Regions from separate parts of the Zea mays genome. Here region 1 is linked to region 2. Evidence: chromatin contacts called from public Hi-C data. All regions are on one chromosome and are shown on one strand. Each heading gives the region's core, a stretch centred on a gene start, on an enhancer-like site or on the middle of the called end of the contact. The rest is flanking DNA. Distances are from core to core; before and after follow the strand shown.

What was found. A called contact is a pair of places that touch in the nucleus more often than the background predicts.
Region 1: a Hi-C map of ear shows a contact between it and region 2, with 1.7 times the contacts expected there. The contact joins the promoter of LOC100277262 here to the enhancer-like site in region 2. A contact is called at or near these places in 2 of 25 Hi-C or Micro-C datasets (ear and tassel).

Annotation. Positions count from the first base shown.
Region 1 is chr3:155,439,166-155,441,865 of Zm-B73-REFERENCE-NAM-5.0, reverse strand. LOC100277262 reads right to left here and starts at 1,337. Exons shown (of 1, transcript NM_001150881.3): 1 at 622-1,337. The coding sequence starts at 1,245. The coding sequence ends at 706.
Region 2 is chr3:155,118,008-155,120,707 of Zm-B73-REFERENCE-NAM-5.0, reverse strand. It overlaps the pseudogene LOC118476812. Among protein-coding and RNA genes, the nearest start is that of LOC103650776, 2.9 kb to the right of the region's middle. Within about 2 kb of position 1,422, at least 15 of the 20 cell types and tissues checked have an H3K27ac peak or open chromatin away from gene starts, as enhancers often do. A contact at or near this core is called in ear and tassel, where this site is marked.

The sequences.
Region 1 (2,700 bases), core at 88-2,587, 320 kb before region 2:
TGGTGCTCGGCCCAGGCACGGCACTACCTGTCGGGTCGTGCCGGCACGGGCCCGGCACCAACCGTGCCGTGCCCAGGCACTACGGGCCCTGCCGTGCTTCGGGCCGACCCGATTAGCCCGGCACGTCTGGCCATCTATATTTGGCCGTCAGCAGCAGATTCTGATGACCAGGCTGCTGATAAGCCGAAACAAACATGCCAATATCCCCTATGCAAAATCAAGGCCCCTTCCATACGGTTCAACCTCCTTAATCAACGGAACACGATTAGAAGGGTGAACACTGAACTGTCTCCCAGCTCAGTTCTAAGGTCATTTAACGCGATGCAGCTAGGCAGCCCACATTGTTTTCTCTCCTCTCTGTTCAGCTCACTCGCATTCTCGGAGATTCGTCGCAGCAGCAGCAGTTTGTACCGTGAATCAGATCTCGCTTGTATACAAACAAAAACTTACCGATTCATTCAAATGTTACCTCCTCTCACTGACAGCCAGCTTGCATGCTAGTAGAACGCATGTTCCGAACATGTCTGGACATGGCGTAGCTGATTTTGATGGGTCAACAAAGTGAAACAGGACAGGAAACAAGCACCGGCGAAACAAAAATTCGCCAACAAGAGCAAAATTCCAAATCCAAACTGAATAACAACATTTATTTACCATTATTTCAACACAACACAGGCCAGCGACGAAGTCATCCGTGGCACGTCGCTACGTCTCGTAGAGCACCGCCCCAGTAGGATAGCGGTGCAGCTGCACGGCCGCTGCCCTGGCCCTGGCCCTGGCCTTATAGCCGTAGTAGTACTCCGCGAAGGGTACCACAGCGCCGCCGCCGTGGCTGCCCGTGATCGTCATCGGCGACGGCGCCACCTGCAGGAACATGTAGTTCCCGGCGAAGAGGTCGCCGACGTAGGGCCGGCCGTCCCTCAGCCGGCGCGCCACCCTGGCGACCGACGCGCGCACCCGGGCCCCGGCAGCCGCCGCCCTCCGCCGCAACGCGCGGGCCAGGGCGCCCCAGACTCTCGCCCTCCTCAGGCGCCTGCCGCTGCCCCGCCTCCGCCGCCTCGCCACCAGCGCGCGGTAGTAGGACCGGTACGAGTCCTCGATGGCGGCGGCGGCGGTAGCAGGACCCGCCGTCGTGGCAGGAGGATGGGGAGGAGAGGGGGCGGCGGCGGGGAGCTTCTTGAGCCTGTGGTAGGGGAAGCTGCGGCGGCCCATGGTCGCCAGGTACGACGAGCCGCCGGCCAGCATGCTGAGCGGGCCGCTGTGTAGTGTAGCTGGCCTAAACCGTAGTACGTGAGGACGGGAGGGAAGCAGGCGTTTTGTACCACGAGGGGAATAGCATGGGCGACCGCGCGCGCGGTTGAGCTGGAGCTGGAGCTCGCCGCTGGGTGTAGTACGACGGGCATGGACGCTGCGGCAATTTATTAAGAGGGCGCTAATTAAATGTAGCCGGTCAGACGGCGGGCAGGTGCCTGGGGTTTCCGGTCGTCCTCCACCATTAATGCATGCCGGAGCATGCTTGCTAGGTAGTCGGTGCTCGGCCGTGCAGGCACGGTACTGTTGGTTTGCTGCTGTACTGTGGCTGTGACAAGGTTGATAATAAATTCTAACTATCGTTCGTACTTCTATTACTCGATTGCACCTACGACTCAACGATCTTAGTTGATTTTACGATGCTATTGCAGAGATAGAATTTACGATTTTATAGGCCTATATTGTTAAGACATAAGACTTGTGAATTTAGGATTGTACCAAAGGCAGCAAGGGTGGATCCACATTGGGGTCAAAGGTGGCCCCTCAATTTTTAGTACCTCTTATATCTCATGTTTATTTACTGTTAAGTATAGAAAAAATAAAAAAATTAGATAGATTAAACCAGTTCTATCCTAGACTTTCTAGTTGGATTGTTTCAGTCCTCCTAACTCTCGTTCTCCTTCGGTCTAGTTCTTGCATCTATCAGATCGATCTCATTCTTTCCAACGCCATCCGAACTAATCTGCCCCGATGCCCCGTGCCCCGTTCCCGATGCTACCCGCCATTGTCACCTTCCCGATGTGTGTTGTCGTCCGACCTCGACCCCTTCTCTGACGCCTCCACCATGCTCGTCCTTGTTGCGACGTCGGCCCGTCCAGTAAGCCCAATCTCGCCGGTCGCAAATATGTGACCCATCGCCGACAGACGGCGAGCTTAACAAACCAGCGAGTGTTGACTCTCTGTCGAAGAGGTCACCTGACTCCACCTCCTTCCTGATGGTCCCACCCTTCGAGAAGATCTATAGATCGACATTCAACAAGGGTACATATAGTTTTGATTTGGTCAGCAAAAAATTAGTGGTGTGCTTGCTCTATTGTCCGTACAGTTTTCTTCTCGTGAGATCATCTGGACATTAACACCATGTCTCTGCAAAACGTTGAATGCCTAGCATGCAGCAAAAGGGCTAGACATTCAAGAATCATGTCGATATCTGTACATTCCCTAACAGTTAGATGATATATTCCCTAAACTTGTCTATGAGTGCTTATTTTGCTTGTTTAGTTCAGCACATGACTTTGTGAATTCTTCACTCGAACACACAAATCTCTTATTCTCAACCACATCGCTTTTCTTGGCTTAAGCTCATATACGAACATAAAGCCCGCTTTCATGTGCATCCACTTCATCAAGAGTGTCAAATGACATTCCTACGACATGCTTGAGTCTCTC
Region 2 (2,700 bases), core at 173-2,672:
CTCAGAGAGCAGAATCATCTTCTCTTTTTATTTTTCAACTTGTTGCATGATGGTTTCGAGGTTGTGGATCTCCCGATCAAGCACACCATCTTGTGGTGTCGGGCTGATGGCCTTCCTCTTCTGGTTCCATGCCTCTCGAAGGAGTTCTTCTTATCCTTGGTTGGGATCCAAAGGAGTGAGGACAACATCGGTTGTTGTCGTCTTCTTCAGCGACATGATGAAGCTTGTCGTGGTCCTTGTGAGTTCACCGGAGGTGGGCGCCAATGTTGACCACTTGTTCTTGATTCCTTCAAGTATAAAAAACAAGGCAACATAGTAAGATTAAGCTTCATCTTCATCTTTTAGCCCATCCTTCTTTGGGAAGAAGGTTAAGCAAAAATGAAGATGGGATTAAAGTGAATGAAGAAAGCACTAAATTGAATGAAGAAAGCATGAGGATAAATACAAAGCAAATTACATGAGATATGATCATAAGCCACATAATTGGAACTAGAGATTACATTCATATCTTCGGCTCTCGAGGCTTACAAGGAGAAGGAGGAAATACAACTTTGAAGGTGGAGTTATTTGCTTTTTCCCATCCAGCAAATGTCTCTAATGTATGTCATTGTTCCTCTATTTATATGCTCGAGGTACAACTTCAGTAGAATTACATTCATGACCTCAAGCCTATACATTTGAACTGTTAAACTTAATGAGGGTAATGCTGCATTTTTCCCATGCTATCCCGGTGAGCAAACTCTTGAAAACTTCTCGTAGCTTCATCCAGCTTCGTCGATTGCACATATGCATTACTATCCCGAAGCTTGTGGACTTCATACCCGAGTTTATGGTTGTTTCATCTGGAGATGCTTTCGGTATGATACCTATAATATTTAAAATAGGCTAGGAAACAAATGTCAACTTAGTGTTTTGAGAACTTTCAGAAAAAGAAGACCCCTAATAGCGCATAGATAAATTATTTATCGGAGCTAGTTCAAAACACCAACGATATATTATAAATTATGTATTTTAAAAAAATAAAACAAACCTGCTTATCAATTTTTTAAAGTCGTATACGCGATCTGTATCGTTCCGATATTGTATCAGTATTCGTGCTACATAGCTAGCAAATCATATACCTAGTTTTAGAGGGTAATTGTGGTGGCTCTAGATTAGTTTCAAATATATTTTTATTCTAAATAACGAATAAAATGATTTATGTAAATATATTTTAAAATATTTATAACTTTAGATCCGCAATTTTTTTAGAGATTCAAATAATATGCTCCATGGACAATGCCAGTTCTCCTAGCCAAGGAGGCGATTCCACGCGACCATGCCACAGGAGATCCGGTTGGCTGGTGTTGGGTGCGGGCGGGCACCCGGGCAGGGGCAGGCAGATGGGTGAGCCACCCGACCTGCCCGCTGGATTCGGTTGCTCAGGGTCAGAGAGAACCCGTGGCTTTCCCGGAAATCGACGGGGACTGCATGCACCCATCGTCGGCGTGTGGGGGCGCCGGGCGCGAGCGAGGTCAGTGGATCCACAGCGCAGCACCCCGTCAGGTTCACGGAGCCAGGCGCGTGGACTGTCGTCGGTCACTGGTGTTGGTGGTCGCTGAGGACCAACGGCGGGTGATGGGTGACTGGGTCAAGTGCCTGCCTCCGTGCCTCGGAGTCAGCCAAGGCGGAGATGTTCTTCCTCAGCTTCTGCACACGTGTGGCGTGGCCTCTTGCCACAACGTTTAAACAAACATAGTAGTACAAGTCAATTACCGTAGCCTTTTGGCAACCAGCTTTCAAAGTCCCCGTCGATCGGTTTATTCTTTTTTTAGAAAAAATAAACAAATTATTCTCTTTTTTATCACTACGGAGTACTATAGTACACATAGTACAGCTCATGGAGCCTCAGAGCCAAGTGGGTCTGTCTCGTTGGAAGACGCTTGATGTGTCGATGGTAGTGCATTGGCTTGTTAGTCCCCGAGTCATTGATCCACTTGTCAACGTATAGGAGTGGATTTGGGGCCGTCTGGGCCATGGCCCATGGAGAGGAGGCCCAAGCGGCGGCGGCTCACTCTCTCCCCTAGTAGTAGCCCCCCTCGGGCCTCGGGCCTCGCCGCCAAGCCTCGGATGGTATCGCGGCCAGTCACTCCTCCTTCCTTATCCCTCACAGTCCGTCAATCCATTGAGTGCATGTGCCGAGGAAACTTTGCGGCCGCGCTGCTGCTGGCCAATGCCTCGGCGTCTTCCTTCCACAGCCTCGGCGACCACCACCGCCTCCCCTGCTACAGCAACGGCAAATCTGAGTCCGCCTCCGCGCCCGCCACCTCCATCTCGCAGCCGTGGTCTTCGCCGACTACAAGCACCCACCGGGTGTGCCCACCCCTTTCCCACTCCTCTCTTTGCCGCTCGAAACCGACCGTCCCAACCCAAACCAATGGATCTGACTCAGTCCAGTCATGGTAGCTGTTAACTTGGATTTCTTCTTCTTCAGGGTTTACTACTGGGTCCGCTCCCACTGGGTCTGCGCATTAGAGACCGACAAGACTGGGAAATCCAGAGATGCATTTTTCTACCGATTAGCTGATCGACTCGGCGTTCATTGCCTTTGGGATCACATTGTTCGTGTGTTTCTTCTACGTTGCCGTCGTGTCCAAGTTGCTTCCGCCACATCAAAATGGATTCCTGGCTGCCATCTAACCAAGAGAGATGCTTGTTAAG